2 separate regions of the Mus musculus genome follow, and region 2 is linked to region 1. Evidence: chromatin contacts called from public Hi-C data. All regions are on one chromosome and are shown on one strand. Each heading gives the region's core, a stretch centred on a gene start, on an enhancer-like site or on the middle of the called end of the contact. The rest is flanking DNA. Distances are from core to core; before and after follow the strand shown. Region 1 has its middle 91 kb from the start of Gm34145. Region 2 has its middle 78 kb from the start of Gm34468.

Region 1 (5,041 bases), core at 2,426-4,925:
CGAGCTCCACTTTCTCAGAGCCCATATAACTTGCCTTCAGGCCACCCACACATACCCAACCCTTGCCTGCTTCTACAGAGCTTCCTGCCTTCCTCGGGCCCATCAATGGCATGATCCTCTTAGGACCCACCTGGGTCATGCCCTTGTGAGGGAGTGCTGAGTCGCTAGTACCTCATCTCGCTTCCCGTACCCACTACGCATGGAATAGGCTGTGCTTTTGGTGGGTCCCCGGGCCCTGAGTGGATTTTGAGTTTGTATCCTAAATGCTTAGCATTCAGCTCCGGAAGCTCATAGATCATCCACCACTGAGCCGGGATATCAGAGAGCTGCAGACTGTGTACGCGCGCACTGGTGTGAAACCCTAGTCCTGGGATTTTCCGCTTCACTCGGGAACCAGAAACACAGCCTAATGGCATCGGAAGCTTTGAGACACACTCGCCGAAAAGCTGTGATCTCTTAGTGGAGTCTCCGGGGAGCAAATGAGATTGAAGCAGCTGGAGTACCCAGAGGAGGGGGATCACAAGCTCCATGGAAACATCTGAAGCTTTAGCAGGTGGAAGCCCAAACCCTGTGGCCCTTGGCCCACCACACCACAGTTAGCCAGAGGACCAGAACATGTCTGACTGAAAAGCAAGGGTATGTGACTCTGAGGCTTTGAGAACATCCAAGCGTTAACCTTCCTCCATATGCACCCCAAGCTCTTCCCAATATCTGCTGTAGCTCTATCTGTTTCTGAACTTGGGTGTCAACATTGGAGACTTTCTTTTATCTTATATTGCAGATAGTCTGCCCCTCCTGAAATAAGGGGTGGCTTCATGGAAGCTACTTTGGTACTCCTTGAGGTTACAGGTAACTTTCGGGGTGTGCTCCGCTTATTGGCAATGGAGATTGAGGTGGCCTCACCCTGCATAGACCACATTGAACACAGAAGCTCTCATCAGTGGAGACGGGCAGGTGGCATGGCTAGGAGGCTGTTCTCAGTTCCTTTCTGTGGCTGTGATAGAATGCCCTGCCCCAAAGCAACTTAGGGAAGGAAAAGAGTTTATTTGCCTTATATCCAGGTCACAGTCCATCACTGAAGGAAGTTGGAGCAGGAACTTAAACAGAAACTCAAAGCAGAAACTATGAAGGAACACTGCTTGCTGGCTCACTCGCTCACTCATATTGATCTAGCCCTCTATACAACCCAGGACCACCTGCCTGGGGAATGACACCACCCACAGTGGGCTAGCTGGGGAGTGACACCACCCACTGTGGGATGGCTAGGGAATGACACCATCCACAGTGGGCTGTCTAGGGAAAATGACACTACCCACAGTGGGCTGTCTAGAGAAAATGACACTACCCACAGTGGGCTGGCTGGGGAGTGGCGCCACCCATGGTAGGCTGGCACTTCTATATCAGTTAATAATCAGGAACACTCCCCATAGACATTCCCACAGGCAAATCTGATCTAGGCAGTTCTTCAATAGAGGCTTTTCTCTGATGACTCTAAGTTGTATCAAGTTGACAAAGTTAACGAGGACAAAGATGGACTCTGCCTTTTAAGGATATATATTTGGAAATCACTATGGTCATTATCCTCTTTAGCATCAGTTACCAAAGAAGGCATATCTTGTGATAGAAAAGAAGTGTGGCCAGCAGGAAAGTGGCATGTGTCCTCCCTGCATGCCTTTGGCTCTGCTGTTGCCAGGTTCAGCTGTCACTCAGAATCCTAGCATCCCAGGGCTCAGCGCTGGATGCCTTGTGCATAAGGATTAGAGTTTATCTACCATTTGCATCTGGTGTGCCTGATTCACTAGTTCTACTGTGTTTACTCCTGATCCTTACCAATCATTCTTTGAAAATTTCATGTATATTTCATTCTTGCTTTGAAGACCCCTGGAGAAATTGACAAAGCTCCACAGTGGTGCTTGGCTCGCCACCAAAGGAGATTCTCTAGGATGGCGATGGGAAGGGGAGTCTCCCAGGAGAAGAAACCAGGAAATCAAGGCTCAGAGTGGGAACCCAGGGGAGGCAGCGGAGCTGCTGCAGGGAACAGGGTAGGGGATGGGGGTGGGCAGCGGTGTTGCCAGGAGATAGCCTTTTGCCTTTGTAGAGAGGGAGTAAAGATAATATCAGGTTTTATTGAGAGGTCTATGAAAGAGACTCTGGTTGTTTGATTTCTTTCTTTTTTTTTAAAGGCATTTTTCTGGACATAGGTTGCACACAAGGTTACATGCCAGAAGGGGCCTCAGGTATTCATTTAACCTCCGTCTGTCTGTGCTTAGAAAGCTAACGTCATCTCCAGTGCTTGAAAGCTGAGAGCTTTGGCCTAGAATTCCTATTCCTAATTTTCTTTGACATCGGGCCCTGTTCTCACTGGCCATCATTGAGAGATACAGAAGACCCCTATACACTTCGAAGGGGACCAGCTCCGTCAACGTCTGTCCACTGTACCCCAGAATCCCACATCTGAGGCACTCACTACATATAGACTCAAGTTCAGTGGTGAACCTCTGGAAGCTGTTAACCTTGGGAAGATTGAGCTTCTAGTAGGCTATGGTGGATGGAGAAGCACCCATGGGGTCATGGGACACCTTGTGTGGGGGAATGGAGTCAGGACAACCTCAGCTCCACTCCACTCCTGATGCTGTGGTTGGCAGAGTAACAGTCCCTTAGGTGTTCACTGGAATCCCCAGAACCTGAGCATGTCACCAGTCTGGGGAAAGATACTGTGGGACTGGATCCAAGAAGGAGCTTGGAGGACCCAGGGTGGGGCAGCATCAATCACCACATGACTCCATCTGGAAGGATAATTGCCAGGTAGACCGCCCCCAGTGAGCTAGAAGGAAGAAACAGCTTTGAGGACAGAGATGTAAGCTACAGGGAACACGGGACCCAGCAAGTTGGTAAAGCCTCAACTGGCAGCCATAGGGGAAGAGGGACCTCAGCGTTAAAGCCACAAGCACCCAATTCTCCTACACCCTGAGGGCTTCCCCTCAGATCTCCAGAGAGGCGAGCAACCCTGAGCTATGACCTATGTGTCCGATTTCTGACCCATAAAACAGGGAGAAACCTCTGAGCCGTGACGTGAGAGGTCATTTTTGAGGTCGGAGATGTGGGAGGCCGCGTTTCTGAACGCAGAGGAAAACTGCTCCGAGCTGGTAGCATTCATTGTCAGGGGCGGGGCTGACCTTGAGATTGACAAGAGTCAGGCAGGAGAAGGGCGTGTCCAGGAGGGACCAGCACAGCATTTTGCAGAGTCCTGACAGGCGCATCAGATGAGCAAGGGCCTCGTGAGGGAGTCGCCCCCCCACCAACCCCCTTGCAGGACCGATGCTGCCATTTGTAAACAAACTTGGTGGAGACCCAGCACAGAAAGCTCTTGGATCTGCTAGAGTGTTTTCGTTGCTAGAGTGTTTTTGGTTTTGGTTTTTTTTTTTTTTTCCCTGTTACGATTACCATGTTTTGTGCCTTTCCCATCCCGACTGTGAAAACCATACATCTGAAGATTGATTTTGTTAAGAAAACTGCTCTTTATGATCTGGGCTTTCACACATTCACAGGCGCTCCCGAGGGCCATTTATCCTCTCGCTGGCAGGGCTGAGCCACACACCATCACTTACAGAGCAGCGGGGAATTCCTCTTTGTCATCTCAGGTGCAGGAGTGAGTCCCAGAACATTGTCTGCATCCTGTGGGGAGAGGCACTGTCCTTTCTGGAGCCCATATGGATTTCATGATGACAGCCTGTGTCCAGGACAAGACTTAGCTGGGTGGAGCCTGGAACTTTGCTCCCCGCCCCCCCCCCCCCCCCCCCGTCCTCCCCCTCACCATTGGCTTCTATGACTGCACCAGGGCCAGACCTCTCTTGTGTGGAGTTTGAGCACAAGAACTGGGCTAAGTTCTGTGAATTAAACTCAGGTGGCAGAGATTCAGGGGAGGCAGAGGCAGTGAGATATGACAGGGTGACATCTGCTCCGCCAGAATCCCAGCTGGAGGCTAATTTGACTCCATCTAAAATATTTTGAATTCTATTTCCAGATAATTAATGCTTTCTCATCCGTGTGTCACATCTCAGCTGTGTCCCTTGGTGTCCAGCCTCACCACTGGCATCTCCTTTGCATCTCGGCGAGAAAGCCACAGTCCCCAACCCCATGTCTGGGAGGTGAAGCCACAGCAGCCGCCCTCCTGCCCCCCAGTGCCTGGGCCTTCCTAAGATAATAGTGAGCTGGGTTATAGGGGCAGGAGACAAAGGGGTAGTTCCTCCCATGGGGGAGGGGCAGGCCCAGCTGTAAGGGCGCTCTGAGGAACTGGAGTTCATTGCAGTAGCTACCCAGGCAAGGAGATGCTCTCCGTAACAGAGTGCAGTTTAACAAGGTTGAAAACAGAACGGAGGCTTTGGACTCCACGGTCCAGCTGGACCCGCTAGATTAGGATCACACTGCCAACACCCACAGACACAAGCCCATGTGGAGCACTGCCCAGGACAGACCTTTGTTTTTTGATTTGTTTCAAATGATTAACAACACAAGAGTTGACTGAAGCTAGTCACAGAGGGGAGGAAGAGAGCAGAGATAGACGAACACACTGAGCCATGCACTTTCAAGAGCTGTTAGAAAAAGAAGTCCTGAGGGAAAGACTTTTAGAATGAAATAAAGAAAAAAAAAAAAAGATACCAAACTTTCAGACCATGGGGGAAAGCAGCTCCGTCAGGGTAATATACTGCTGTGAGCATCAACGTTAAAAGAGAAAAGGGCAAATCTATGATCTGACTTCATACTCTAAAAATGAGCAAAATAAAAGCTAAAACTAGTGGGAGAAAGGGATTGGAGGGCACAGCAGAGATAAAACAAAACAAAACAAAACAAAAAATCAGCCAACTCAGCAAAACCAATACCCCCCCCACACACACACACCCACACACACACACACAAAGACAAAACCAAACAAAACAACCTTCCAAACAATTGGAGGCTGGACAGATGGCTTAGTGACTAAGTCTACACACTGCTCTTGAATAGGTTCTTAGCATGGGGGTTTGGGACCTCCCAAGAACAT
Region 2 (4,714 bases), core at 1,763-4,262, 200 kb after region 1:
TCAGCACTGGGAATATAAGCTTGTGCCACCACAGCTGGCTTTTTAAATGCAGGTCCAAGGGAACAAACTCTGGTGTTCATGCTTCCAAGGCTAACAATTCACCTGATCCTGGGGCTTACTGGCCTGCCAGCCTATCCTGATTGTGAGCTCTGTGCCAATGAGAGAACTTCCCACCTCCTCAAAAGTAATAACTCCATAAGAATGACACCAAGATTGACCACACACACACACACACACACACACACACACACACACACACACACACACACAGAGGCACACACAAGGATGCACACATACATATCTGCATGCATGGATGCATACACATATGCACAATTTCACATATATACATACATACACACATGTATGCACACACACATACACGCATGCATGACTGCACACCTGTACACAGACACAAATGCATATACAGACACACATGCATGAACAGACACATGCATGCATTCACATACATGCCAAAACAAAACAAAACAAGACAAAACAAAACAAAAGAAGGGATCTCATAGGTGACAGCTTATAGCTCATGAATTCCTGGAACAGAATGGACACATCCCAGATATGGCTGCAAGAGCAACTACATCAATATTTGCAAGGCAGACTGCAATGACAATGTCTGGAGTCAGGTGGCACCTAGAAGCCAATCCTGGTGACCCTGAGAATTAATTACAGTTACATTTGTGAAGTGGTACCCATCAAGATCAAATCTGCCGTGGCAAACAGGACTATAATTCCTTTCTTTTTGTGGCTCCAGTCTGGAAAAATCTAGTGCAATGGTTCTCAACCTTTGGGCCCTGACCCCTTTGGGGTCAAATGACTTTTAAATAGGGATCGCCAAAAAAAAAAAAAAAAATCACCATCAGAACACACATACTTCTGACAGTCTTAGGACCTGAGACACTGCTTCTCTCTCCATCTCCAGGCAGGTCTGCCGACATCCAGGTACGCCCACATAATGAGTACCAGGAACTGAATTAAAGGGTACTGCATTAGGGAAGCTGAGAACCACTGGTCTAGTGAGTGAATGAGTATTTTCAAAATCCTGATGGCCCCATTAATGCAGTTTAGATCTGCATTAGTACAGTGCCTGGTTGTCTGAGACACTATAGAACTTCAAAACTGGGGGGTGCTGCCTACGTTAGAGTGGGTGGAAAGCCAGCCATGTGCCACAGAGCTGCAAGATATGTCTTGGGCCACTGATGTCAATTTGGTGGTAGTAGCCTTAGTAGCTGGTCTCACTTCTCCAAACCAGTTTCTGGTATATGTGGGTATAGCATTTGCCTCAGAAATAACATAGAAGCTGGTAACCACAATTGCCACCCAAATACTCTTCGGGTACAGTGACATCACTGCTAACTTTTACCTTCAAGTTAGATGTTTTAAAATGGGGTGCACTGGTTGGTTTTTATTGTCTTTGTGACACACCTAGAGTTACCTCCATTAGATAGGCTTATGGTCATGTCTATGAAAGAAGGTCCTGTTGGCGATTGATGTGGGGTAGCCTCGCCCACTGTGGGCAGCACTATCCCTAGGCAGAGGGGCCTTGGCTGTATAATATTTCTGCACTTGTTTATTTTTTAAATATGATGCTGGGTATCAAAACTAGAACCTCATAGTACCAGGCTGTATCACCACCCCAAGTTGGCAGATTTGGGTCAGGGAGAAGAATTTAAACAGATCCCTACCCAAATTTGAACTATTATTCATGAGCATGAAAAAAATGCATAAATGAACAAGACACTAAGCTCAGCATCAAATGACTAAATCGAGACAAATTGGCCTCAATCTTGTCATTGCTTACAAATAAATGGGCAGCTGAGATTTGCAGTTCTTGCTCCAGGCCAGAATAATCCCACCACAGTCACAGGTTCAATATGTATGGAGTTAGCTGTTTCTGGTTAGGTGTACACTTTCCTGAAGATCACTGTGTCTGTGTGTGTGTGTGTCTGTGTGTGTGTGTGTGTGTAGTAGGATGTTCTCTGGCCAAAATGGAGCATGCTGGGGCCATTCGAGGGGTGGGCAGTGAAGGTGATCGAGGTGATCGAGCAACTGGCTGCAGATACCCTCTGCTCAGGATCTGGTAGTTGCTTTGTATGAGGCAGAGCCTTGTACCTTGTAGTGCAGAGCCTCGTGAAGTATATAGCTATGACAGTAAAGGCACAGGACCCTGGAGGGACAATGAAGCAGTGGTACGGGGAGAGGCTGTCCTACAGACAACAAGAGGGAGTGAGTCCTACCACAGGGAAGGTACTTGGGGTCCTGAGGGCTGTGAGACTATGTCAATGATCTGTTTCGGGTGGAATGTGAACTGGAGGCCCTACATGTTTGCTCTCTGGTTCTCTAGGGTTTCTTCGACATTGGGGAAGTTTCCTGCAAACATCCAGCTGTGATGGACCCCAACACCCACAGCACCAATCCTTTATCCCTTCCAGAACAAACTCAAAAGTCAGACCAGGATGGCAGCCAGAGAATCCAGGGTGCCCACTGTTCCTAATCCGCTATACTCCCAACATGCCCCTGTGAAGAGCTGGGTATACACACACACTCCAGAGAGGTGCGCTAGAGAACAAGACATGGCCATCTGAGACACCAACCAGGGACAAAGAAACCCAGCCAAACCTCCCCATCCAGGGGGGCCTTGGGAAATAATCAAATTTCCAAAGCAACAGGAAGCTTAGATTTCTTTCTGTTCATCACCAAGGCGAGGCTGAGAGGTTTGGAGACAGACCTAGCCTCCAGTGTGAGCTAAATTCTAAGCCACATCCCAAGGGTGAACAGCCCCCTGCAGACTCCTGACTCTCACATCGTAAACAGTCTATACAGACTGGCGAGGGAAACACAGCCTAAGTTTGCTTTCATGTTTTATCGGAGTACAAAGAAGGAAGGACCCTGTGGAATGGCATGGGAATGCAAACCGAGCGCCTCTGGAATGAAACAGAAAGCAAACCGAACTCACACTGCAGTGTCCTTATAAGGCTTTCAAAAGCTCTGTCATATTCTTGGGAACTTTGAAGGCATGTGTGGGGGCAGGGCGCTGTGTCTAGGGAGGACCAGCGTTGGCCTCTCACTGCTTGCCTCGGCCTGACCTTGAGATTCAGGGCTAGCAAGCATAGACTCCTGGCTGAGTTACAGGATTTCTGCCCCACCACGGACTTGCAGACCCCCTCAGCAAAGCCTGGATGGAGACTTCTCAGATAGTTCAAGGAACCAGAGGAGTCTTAACCGAGCCCTGAGCTGATGGAGCCGATCTCAGCGTCTTCTCCAAAGGGAACCAGGAGAGAAGCAATCTAGGGAAGTAACTAAATCAAGAAAACGGCGCAAGCAGTAACGCAGGACAGGGAAAGACTGGGTTCCAGACATATTTTTAATTATTTAAATATTAAATATAACTCTAGTCCTCCCACGGGGTGAAAGGGCACTCCTGGGACCTCCACTCCAAATTCGTTCGGCTCTAGTTCTGCTTTCTGGGTGACTCCACTGACACAGATGATGTCCTTTGCCCTGTTTTGCCTTTTGGGATCCATTATAGGGGTGACAGGGACTTTCAGGTCTGCATAGCTGATTGCTGTATGTATGTTCTCTCAGACTATCCTCTGCAAAACTGCTTCAGAGAGAGGGAAGAAGGAACTCAGACCAGCTGTCAGCATCAAGTTCCTACACGGGTTAGGGATGCTCTTGTCACTACTGACTCTAACACAAGATTTTAACACTTGCTACAACATGAGGCAGGCGTGGGGACCAGATCAGACTAACATGGGTACCAGAAGATGGGAGGTTTGCCTGCCTTCTGGGTCTCTGACTTCTCTCTAGGCAAACAAAGCGTCAGCTGCCCATCTTCAGGGACTTTTATTTGGAATGCATCCTGAAAAACTAGGGATGATTTGTTTGAATCCTGAGAGTCTCAAAAAAAAAAAAAAAAAAAAAAGAGACCAGTGAGCTTCTTTTATACTTTGGCATGACCAGTGTGACCCAGCTAACAGAGAAGAATGGCCAAAAGATGGCACTGTCCTCCGGCTAGATCTGTTCTGCCGATGAGAAAGAAGATAGAGAGTTCCAGTGTCCAGACTTTCTGTCTCTCCTTCTCCTCCCCTACCACTCCTCCTCCCCCTCCTCCTCGACATTCTCCTCCTCCTCCTCTTCCCCCTTCTCTTCCCCCTCCCTCCCATTCTCCTTCTCCTCCTCCCCCTCCTCCTTCTTCTTCTCCTCCTCCTCCTCTTTCTCTCTCCCTCTCTCCCTCTGAATGTGTGTGCCCATATGCACATGATCATGTGTGCATAGGTACACATGTATATGTGTATATATGTGGACACAAATGGAAGTCAGGGATCAACTTGAAAATGCTGTTTCTCAGGATACCATCCATCCTGCTTTTGGAAATAGCTGAGTGGGCTAGGTAGACTGCCAAAGAACCCCAGGGATACCCGTCTCTGCCTTCCCAGTGTTGAGATCACAACTATGTGCCCCCATACCTGGCTCTTCTGTGTACATTCTGGGAGATCAGACTTGGGGCTCCATGCTTCTGTGCGAAGAATTTGATCAACCCACCCATCTCTCTCAGCCTGCTAGGCTTTCCTTGTAAGAAGCAACCCCGACCTCTGTAAAAACTAAATTCAAGCCCAATTCAGATGTCCTGCTCTCTGAGTCAATATGATTTACCAAATTACACACTTGTCATGCAGACAAAATTCTACAGGGGATGAAA

The links. Hi-C and Micro-C count contacts between places; a contact is called where the count stands out from the background.
Region 2: a Hi-C map of the N1E-115 cell line shows a contact between it and region 1, with 3 times the contacts expected there. The contact joins two enhancer-like sites. A contact is called at or near these places in 2 of 484 Hi-C or Micro-C datasets (the N1E-115 cell line and nephron progenitors) and 1 of 9 other capture datasets (embryonic stem cells).

What each region holds. Positions count from the first base shown.
Region 1 is chr5:129,214,491-129,219,531 of GRCm38.p6, forward strand. No RefSeq gene overlaps it. Among named protein-coding and RNA genes, the nearest start is that of Gm34145, 91 kb to the right of the region's middle. Within about 2 kb of position 3,676, at least 26 of the 459 cell types and tissues checked have an H3K27ac peak or open chromatin away from gene starts, as enhancers often do. A contact at or near this core is called in the N1E-115 cell line, where this site is marked.
Region 2 is chr5:129,412,574-129,417,287 of GRCm38.p6, forward strand. No RefSeq gene overlaps it. Among named protein-coding and RNA genes, the nearest start is that of Gm34468, 78 kb to the right of the region's middle. Within about 2 kb of position 3,013, at least 76 of the 459 cell types and tissues checked have an H3K27ac peak or open chromatin away from gene starts, as enhancers often do. A contact at or near this core is called in the N1E-115 cell line, where this site is marked.